Regions from separate parts of the Mus musculus genome. Here all the other regions are linked to region 3. Evidence: chromatin contacts called from public Hi-C and HiChIP or PLAC-seq data. All regions are on one chromosome and are shown on one strand. The core of a region is the stretch at or near the end of the contact, and the rest is flanking DNA. Distances in the headings are between cores, read along the strand shown.

Region 1 (3,225 bases), core at 353-2,852, 1.6 Mb after region 3:
CTTTAACCCCCAATGCACCCTCCTCCTCTTCTCAGGCTGGAATAATCAACTTGTCTTCCCAGCTAGCCCAGCACCTGGCTCAGAAATCCCAAACCTTTCTGCCAGCGAAGGGAGTGTGAGTGGGGAGGAAGCGTTGCAGAACAGAGAGCTTTCAGTTTCAGAAATTCAAGGCTGCAGTAGAGATTTTAGACTGCCTGGAGGGTGGTGAAGCTCCCCACAGGAGGAAGGGAGGCACTCTATAGAAATCGTGGCTTCAGGCAGCAACCTCCCCAGGCAGGAAGTATCCCCGCAGCTGTTGTACAGTCTGACCATACATATTGAGTTAGGAGCCTATACAGCCTTTACCTTGAAAACAGCCATAAAGATCTTGGGGAGGCAGACCCACTCAAGATCTGATCAGCCCTCCCCATTTCTTTCAAAAAATTGTTTGCTTGTTTGTTTTTAATTTGAAAGAAACACATTCACTTTATAGCTCATTTGAAAAGACAGAATGGATAACAACAAAAAAACCCGGACGCTTAACTACACCTATGAAAAGAACCATGAAGAACATAACCGCTTTATTTTGTCTTCTCAGGGGAGTTTTATTTCCTAAAGAGTGGCTCTCAATCCTTGTTAATTTAAAAGTTGGACTCAGTGCTAAGCACATTGTTAGCACAAAGGAGGCTCGGAATATCACGGCTAGCAAACAATCAGAAAAACCTTAAAAACATAAAAAATAAAAGGCTACTTTGAGACTTTGCTATCTCATTAAATATGTCAAGAAAGCATAACAATAGTAAATCCTAGCTGTTTACTAGGTTGCTACCAATTTTTGTTACACTAACCACACTTCTGAAGTGTAATTGTCAAGTCCTCAGATTTGGTTATAGATGCATTTTCTTATAGGAGCCTCAGCAATTCCTTTGGGTACATTTCTTTCTGTGGAAACAGCGAAGCAAAGAGTCACAGGGATTTGCATGGAGACTGACCCAAAAGACCACAGCCACAGCTCCTGGTCTGCCTCTGACAGGGCTCAATTCCCAATTTTGGATAAGACAGTTAAAGATAATGCTCGTGGACTTAGGATATTGTCTGCTTCTTATTGAACATATTTGATATCTGAAGAATTTGTAAGTCATAAGTTTAGAGAGGAAAAAAACAGAGAGAAAGAAAAAAATCAACGAGGCTATTAATGTCTAGCTGAAGGCTTTTTACCATGTCACCGTGTTAACTATTGACTATTTTGGGGACCCAGAGGCTTGTCTGCAGACCGGTTTAGGAGGACTTTAAAACACAGGAAACTGAAACACAGTCTTTTTTTTTTTTTTAAAGGTAATTTGCCTAAGATAACCAGTCAGTAAAGTGGTAGAAAAGCTTCCAGAATGTTCTTTGTTGTCTATACATTGGGTTTTTTTTTTTTTTTTTTTGTAATCTCAGACTACTTCTAGAGATCAATTTTATCTTTGCAAAAGGTGGCAAGCTCAGCTACTGAGCACATGCATGCATCTTATTTCTAGAATATGCTACAAAAATAACCTCTCTGAGGTCACCTAGCCTGTCACTGAGCTATATTGGATCTAGAATCCAGCCTCTGGACATTGTTTGGCTACTGCCTGGGGCTTTCTCTGACCAGGCAACATGCATCCCCTGTGGGCAACTAAGGAAAAGCAGCTTGGCCAAGGCCCTTCCCACTTTCAGGTTTCAAGGGGGGGAAGTGCCATCAATTCTGGAATCCCCACTTCCAGGACTGGAGAGGAGAAGCAAGGATGCTTACGTGGGAGAATTAGTAACCTCTGGCTCTTGGAGGAGCCAGGCACACAGAACCACAGCAGTAGACGAGGGTTGGCTCTCTGAACTTAGGCAAGAGCAAGCCTAGATTATGGCGCAGCTGAGGACCTTGGACTGCTACACCACTTTCTGGAAGGGGAACCCCAGGAAGCTGCTCTCGTAGCTGGTGGAGGGCAGAGTCAGCGGCCTGCTCACTAGCATTCTGGGGAGGGGATTCTTGAATTGAATGGAAGGCTGGACCTGATAACCTCTGGAGCCCTTCCCACTCCCCGTGGCTCCGATTTGTGTGCCTTGGGGGAAGAGAAGCGGTCAGTCATAGGACTACAATAGTTGATTTAGGGTCCCGCCCCAGTTGTCAGCATAACCCTCATCTTGGGCAAATAATTTAACCTGTCAGTACAAGGCACAAGGCTTGGCGTGGAGTGAAGCTTTGCAAATGTTTGCTGAATGAATGAATGAACGAAAGAATGAATGACTGGACGGATTCCCATCTCTGCCGCCCTAAGGGACATTGGGTGAAAAATGGAATCTTTCACACCTAAAGTAAGAGCATATACACCTCTTTAAAAGAAAAACCACCCCTCCAACTCAAAGGGGTATAGCAACGGGTGAAAATATAATTTATCAGCCCGAGGGGACACAGATTTCCTGGTGAGTTTTTGAGTTTCATTCGTTCCTCTCTCCTCAGAGGCACAACTCAGGCTGCAGTAGGATGAGGCAGCATAATCTTTTCCTCCTCCCCCACCCCGGATAAATGCTAAATACTGAGGGCTAATGGATTGTTCTTGGTGCGGACCAGATTAGATAGCAGCCCTTCCTTTATCAACAGTAGAGGTAAACCCCCTGCAGTAGTGGTGACGGGAGTGGTGGTGGTCGAACACAAGGGAACCAGGAAGGCACAAAAAAAAAAAAAAAAACCAAAAAAAAAAAAACAAAAACAAACAAACAAACAAACAAACAAAAAAACCCAAAGAGATTGCTAAGAGAGTGCAGAACACCAAGGCCCATTCACTTGGGCTCCCAGAACAGCCCCTAAACCCCAAGTCTCTCCCACTCCCCACCCGGCCCCCAGTAGTTCCTGGTCTGGTGGGTTGGTGCTGTCTGTGGGACTTCAGGAGTAAGTCTAAATACAAGAACTCTTCAATTCTGCTTGTCAATGTTAAGGGTCTAGAAACACTTTGAGACATCGCCCCCTCCAATAACCCTTCATGTTTTGCCTGAACAGTGTTTAAGAATTCCAGAGTCGGGTTCAACTTCCTTCCGTTTTGCTGTTTCAGATCATGAGAGAGCAGAGTACAGTGTTCTGAGTTCATGCTTGGCTCCCCTTCTGATTTCCCTACGTCAAATTTCAACCCGCCAGCAGCCTTTCTACCTTCCTTTCTTTCTGGTTTTTGTTTGTTTTGGAGTTGGGGTGGTCTTTAATCTGTAACCCAGACTGGCTGGCCTCAAATCCTG
Region 2 (3,034 bases), core at 338-2,837, 1.5 Mb after region 3:
GAAAGCCGGAGGGATCGTAGACAAGAAAGAAATTTGACTAGAAACTTGGCCACAGTGGTAGGAGAGAAAGAAAAGACAGGATCTAGACAGGAAACCTGGGCAACTGAAGACCGAGCCTCAGCTAAAGAGGCTCAGCTGTGTCAGACTGAAGTTACTTATTTGGGATATACCCTTCGAGATGGGAAGCAGTGGCTAAAGAAAGCCAGAAAAAAGACTGTAACTCAGATCCCCAACCCAACTACACCAAGGCAAGTAAAAGAATTCTTGGGCACCTCTGGCTTCTACAGACTCTAGATACCTGGGTTGGTGACCTTAGCTGCCCTGTTGTACCCCCTAACCAAGGAAGGGAAGGTGTTTGTGTGGACCCCAGATCACCAGAAAGCCTTTGAAGAAATTAAAAAGGCCCTACTGACGGCCAGTCTTGGTCTTTGCCTGACCCAACCAAGCCCTTCACTCTTTATGTGGAAGAGAGAGCAGGGGTCGCCAGAGGAGTCCTTGCTCAGACTTTGGGACCTTAAAAAAGGCCAGTGGCTGGGCTGGTGAGATGGCTCAGTGGGTAAGAGCACCCGACTGCTTTTCCAAAGGTCCAGAATTCAAATCCCAGCAACCACATGGTGGCTCACAACCATCTGTAACAAGATCTGACGCCCTCTTCTGGAGTGTCTGAAGACAGCTACAGTGTACTTACATATAATAATAAATAAAAATCTTTAAAAAAAAAAAAAGGCCAGTGGCTTACCTATCCAAGAAGTTACACCCTGTGGTTTTCTTGCCTGAAAGCTATTGCTGCCATAACTCTGCTTGTCAAGGATGCTGATAAGCTCACTCTGGGACAGCAAATAACTGTAGTGGCACCCCACGCTCTTAAAAGCATTATCCGACAGCCCCCTGACCGATGGATGATTGAACGAGTGACTTTCACTCCTGCTGTCCTCACTCCCACTACCCTACTGCCCGAGACTTCACCTACTCATCATTGTGCTGACATTCTGGCAGAAGAAACTGGTACTCGAAATGATCTAAAGGATCAGATCAGCCTTGGCCTGAGAGTTCGAGCTGGTACACGGATGGCAGTAGCCTTGCGGTTGAAGGACTGAGACGGCCAATGTGATAGCCAAGAGGATCCTAGAAGAAATCTTCCCGAGGTTTGAGATACCCAAGGTAATCAGGGCAATAATGGACCTGCCTTTGTTGCCCAGGTAAATCAGGGACTGGCCAAGATATTGGGGATTGATTAGAAATTACATTGTGCATACAGGCTCCAAAGCTAAGGACAGGTAAAAAAGATGAATAGAATTCTAAAAGAGACTGGTGCAGACTTGGTGCTCCTTCCCCTTGCCCTATTTAGAACTAGAAATACTCCCTTTTGATTCAGCCTTACTCTTTAAGATCCTTTATGGGGCTCCCATGCCCATCACTGTCTTAAATGATGTGTTTAAACCTACATGTTGTTGTAATAATAATCTGTATGCTAAGTTAAAAGACTTGCAGGTGGTACAGAAAGGAGAATGACATGTCCAGACTAGCCCGGCGCCTCCCTATCTCCCACCCTTCTGACCTAAGTTAAATGTTATCTGCATGTACAGTCTGCTGATGTGTAAATGAACCAATCATGTGAAACTTCACCAATTCCTCCCCCAGCCCCAGCCCCAGCCCCTTTTCTATAAAAACCCCTAGCTTCCAAGCCTCGTGGTCGAATCCACTGTCTCCTGCATGAGATACATTTCGACCCAGACGGAGCTCTGCCATTAAAACTACCTCATGTTTTTACATCAAAAAAAAAAAAAAAAAAAAAAAAAAAAAAAAAGCCTTGCACTACCATACCTGGCCTAAACCCATATTTATTTTTTGTTACAAAAATAATCAGCTCTTGCTGGGCTTGGCGGCGCACGCCTTTAATCCCAGCACTTGGGAGGCAGGGGCAGGCGGATTTCTGAGTTCGAGGCCAGCCTGGTCTACAGAGTGAGTTCCAGGACAGCCAGGGCCACACAGAGAAACCCTGTCTTGAAAACCCACAAAGTTCAGGGTACATATCTCTCGGTTTCCTTTTTATTATTATTGTTGTTATTTAAATATTAAATGAAGGGAAATGAATTTTCCAGTTTGTTTCCACTAATTAGAGGTACTTGAGACTACTCTTGATTGCTTGTTTAGCTGAAGTTTTGTCATGCATCTAGGCTGCTCTTAAACCCCTGGGCTCACAAGAGCCTCCTCTGGAACAGCAGGTACCGTACTTCATGGCACGTGGCTAGCATGCATGAGGCCTTGGGTTCAGTTCTCAAGACTGGGGGTGGGGGCCTCACGGGGGCTGGCAAGTGCTCAGCAAACACTGGATTATCAAATCCCCCAGGGAGAAGAAATAGCCCAAGCCTCACTTTCTCTGCCCCTTATCACGGCCACCCACTCCCCTTCAAAGAGGAAACCAAAGCCTTCAGTCTCCAAGGGTCTCGTCGGGCCAATGTCCTCTTTTATAGAGGACAGCGGTGAACAGTCCCCAGCTCTAGATCACAACCCTAAAAGTCTGCCTTCCCCTAACCTCGCCACTCCAGCCTCTTCTGACTGCTGACTTCTGTCTGTAAGTCTGTGTACTTGTCTTGCCTTTCTCTCCCAATAGAACACAAGTTTGACAAAAGCCAGTTTGGGCCTGCTAGCAGGGTTCATGCAATACCTGAGCTTTCTGAGCCAAACAACCTCCAAGCTAAAAAGCATGCGAATTTTTAATAGAAGTTATTTCAATTTAATTTTTGAAAATGTTACATCTTGTAGATGTAACAAATGTACAGAGGTGGCCAGGCCTGACTGGGCATCCCGGAAGCATATCCAAGAGTTGTGAGGAAAACCAGACTTGTAATTCACATAAGCGACAGCAAAAATACTTGTCCCATCAGATTACTAAGAGTGATAAAGTATAGTAAGCTGTAAACATGGCCACAAAATTTTATGACTTCTCATCAGGAAGGCGGCTTTCTCTCCTCCCTCATACCTGGCTCCCCTGGTAAAAATCTGGGGTCCAATTGGACAGTAACAGATGTGA
Region 3 (2,844 bases), core at 237-2,736:
AACAATTTTCCCTTAATATGTATCCAATAAATACATGAAGACTGAGACGGAAAAATTTTATCAAAGGAAAAACCAAACACCTTAGATCCTTCGGAGAAGTTTTCAACTAATGAAGAACAGAAATGTCTTATAACTCCAACAGCAGAAATACAGTTTTCTGAAAACAGCCTCTTTAGTTTTACATTTAAATATATATATTTCAGAACCATCTGAAAGGCTTTTACGGAAGAAACAACTCTATTATGTACTAACTTAAAAAAAAAACTCCGATTTTACATTTTGTATTTATTTGAATAGTTCTCTGTCTAAACACAGTTTTTCGTAGGTCAAGAATTATCAGCTCTGGGATCAACATTCAAACCCCCCAGTCCCGCTTCCTTCCAGCCAATCAGTGGGTAAGAAGCCCGGCGTTTGGGAGCTCCGTTAGACTCAATTTGAAAAACATCACATTGCGCTCCTACTCTTCTGGAAGGGATCTAAATGAGGGCGGGTCCCCCAGTTTTCACAGACACACACCAAATCCAGGGTTCTGATAAAATTCCAGAGGGAGAAAGCTCTGTAGGGGGCCTGCTCTGACTAGCAAGTCACCGAGGGTCTCCTGAAGCCTGAGTCCTCGGCGAATAACCGAGAAGCTGCAGCAAAAGCATCCGCAGAGGATCACTAAGGCAGGTCCGTGCGACCCTCCCGCAGAACGTCCCATGAGCTAAGGGTTAATCTAGGGGTGCTGAGGGAGGAAAGCGACACAAGAGTTTAACGTGGACTCTTCACAAAGACTAGTACCTAGCGAGCATTACCTAAAGTCAAAGCTGTCACTGGCTCATTCAAGAGCTGTCGACTCTGGGTTGACAAAAAGCCAACAGCCAACGAAGAAAAAAAAGAAAGAAAGAAAGAAAGAAAGAAACCCCCCCCCCAAAGGAAAGACAACTCCGCTTTCTTCCGCCTCAGCGTCAGGAGTACCCAAGGAAAGTTGAGGACTGCAAAATGACCGTTAAATCGTAGGTGCAAAGGCTTGTCGGCAGGAGACACCAAGTTTCACGCTACTTTTCCTTGAGACGCTGCGATTCAAGGACCGGAGAAGGAAAAAGTCTTCTAAGAGCCCGACGCCAGGAAATCGCAAGCTCGCAGCCCCGTCCTTCCCTTCACCCCGACACCCCTCCCCCTCGAGCGAGAGAGGGGACCGCCGGGAGAGCAACGACAAAATGACCCAGCTGGATGCGGCCATCCATCCATCCGCCGCGCCCGGGGTCGGGATCCGGCCCGGGACCGGCCCGGCCGGCGTCGTTTCTTCCCCGCACTCCGCAGCGCACCTCGGGGGCCGCGGGCAGCCGTCTCTCCCGCGACCCAAGTTTCCCGGCAGGAGACGGCCTGCGCCCGGACCGCCGTGCACACCGGGGAGGGCGGGCGGGCGCCTGTCGCGGGCGACCCTGCCGCGCCGGCCTAGCTCCCCGGCCGCTCGCGCTGACAGGTCGGGCGGCGGCCGCTCGGCCGTGTCCCGCTCAAACCGCGCCTCCCCTCCCCCAGCTCCGCGCTCCCGCCACCCGAGCGCGGCCGGACGCCGCCCATCCGAGGACACCCAACTTACAGCAACCGGATCCCCTGGGGGAGCTTCTGCCGCGAAAGTGAGGGCAGACCCCGAGTCCGGTCCCTGCTCCCCTCACGGTCCTCCGGTCCCATCGCTGCCACCTCTCGAGACCCGCTTCGCTACTTGAGGCTCTTACCGACTGCGCCGCATCTGGCGAAGCCCCACCGACTGCCCTCTGCTCTAAGTTAATTTTTTTGATGATTTTTGGGGGATTTTCCGGCGTGATCCTAGCGTCGCGCTAGGCTCGGACAGGTTATCCCTTCCCTCCCGCTAGATTGATGAGATCAGGCATCACTCGAAAATGGCGCCGAAAGCGCTGAGACTCCTCATTCAAATTCGTTAGAGCCAACCCCGCCGCCCCGGGGCATGCCGGGAACGCGGGCCGGCTCCACAGCTGTCCCTGCCTCCCCCCACCCACCCCCGCGCGACCCTGCTGCGCATGCGGAAACTTCTACCTCCCTCTCCCCCGGCACATGCGCAGGATCGTCGTGGCGCAAGGCTCTCTACTTCCTCGGTTCCAGTCCCCGCTGTGTCTTGCGCTCCTGTGTGTGCCTGCGTGGCCCCTGTGCGGCAGTGGAGGTGGTCAGCTTTCGGACACTACTCCGGTGACACACTAGTGATGAAACAAATCAGGGACTATCTTAAGAGTTTCGTAAAAACAAGACAAAAACCGCTTTTAACTAAACTCCAAGCCACCGAGTGCGCCTTCGAGCCCTGGGTGGCCGCTCAGGAACTTAAAACCGCGTATCGCTGTCGTGCTCTCGCCCTCCGCCAGCGCCTCCCAGATCTGTCACACCTAAGCCTAGAACCATCTCACGAGGTAGGAATTTTACGGTTCAATCACACGACCAGCGGGCGGCTGTCACACCCCGACGTTTCCCTCCACCCCAGACCTCGAGGTGTGCGACCAGCCCACCATGCACAAGCCTTTGGATTCTGAACTGGAGACGGAGCTTTCGGTTCTGGATTGGAGCCGAAGATGTACAATCTTTTGGACGTCACTAGGGTACTTTTCCAAAAGAAAAAAAAAATAGTGCTAGAGTAAATTATGGACTCACCAGATAGGTTTCCCGTTGTATGAAGCCCCGAAAAAGTTGTAAGAGCCACTGGGTACTGATAATGTGGTACGCATTGTTATCAAACGCTTTGTGGATCAGGTGTCTCACTGCCCACAACACCTCTATGAAGTAGGTATTATTTTTGTTTTATGGCTATTGAAACCTGATGTTCCGATTATAAATTCTGCCGTCTTGCAGCTGGTG

Evidence for each region. A called contact is a pair of places that touch in the nucleus more often than the background predicts. HiChIP or PLAC-seq counts read pairs in DNA pulled down with a chosen protein or histone mark.
Region 1: a Hi-C map of ventricular fibroblasts shows a contact between it and region 3, with 15 times the contacts expected there. The contact joins two enhancer-like sites. A contact is called at or near these places in 2 of 39 promoter capture datasets (hippocampal neurons and liver) and 1 of 484 Hi-C or Micro-C datasets (ventricular fibroblasts).
Region 2: a contact with region 3 is called in an H3K4me3 HiChIP or PLAC-seq map of embryonic stem cells, with 5 read pairs. The contact joins two enhancer-like sites. A contact is called at or near these places in 2 of 115 datasets of contacts at active chromatin or transcription factors (embryonic stem cells and epiblast stem cells) and 1 of 9 other capture datasets (adipose tissue).

What each region holds. Positions count from the first base shown.
Region 1 is chr14:63,262,864-63,266,088 of GRCm38.p6, forward strand. It overlaps a transcript of Gata4 not described here. Among named protein-coding and RNA genes, the nearest start is that of Gata4, 19 kb to the left of the region's middle. Within about 2 kb of position 1,603, at least 18 of the 459 cell types and tissues checked have an H3K27ac peak or open chromatin away from gene starts, as enhancers often do.
Region 2 is chr14:63,169,589-63,172,622 of GRCm38.p6, forward strand. All of the region lies in intron 1 of Fdft1 (farnesyl diphosphate farnesyl transferase 1), which reads right to left. Among named protein-coding and RNA genes, the nearest start is that of Fdft1, 6.8 kb to the right of the region's middle. Within about 2 kb of position 1,588, at least 34 of the 459 cell types and tissues checked have an H3K27ac peak or open chromatin away from gene starts, as enhancers often do. A contact at or near this core is called in embryonic stem cells, where this site is marked.
Region 3 is chr14:61,646,900-61,649,743 of GRCm38.p6, forward strand. All of the region lies in intron 1 of Dleu2 (deleted in lymphocytic leukemia, 2), which reads right to left. Among named protein-coding and RNA genes, the nearest start is that of Mir15a, 16 kb to the left of the region's middle. Within about 2 kb of position 1,487, at least 436 of the 459 cell types and tissues checked have an H3K27ac peak or open chromatin away from gene starts, as enhancers often do. A contact at or near this core is called in embryonic stem cells, where this site is marked.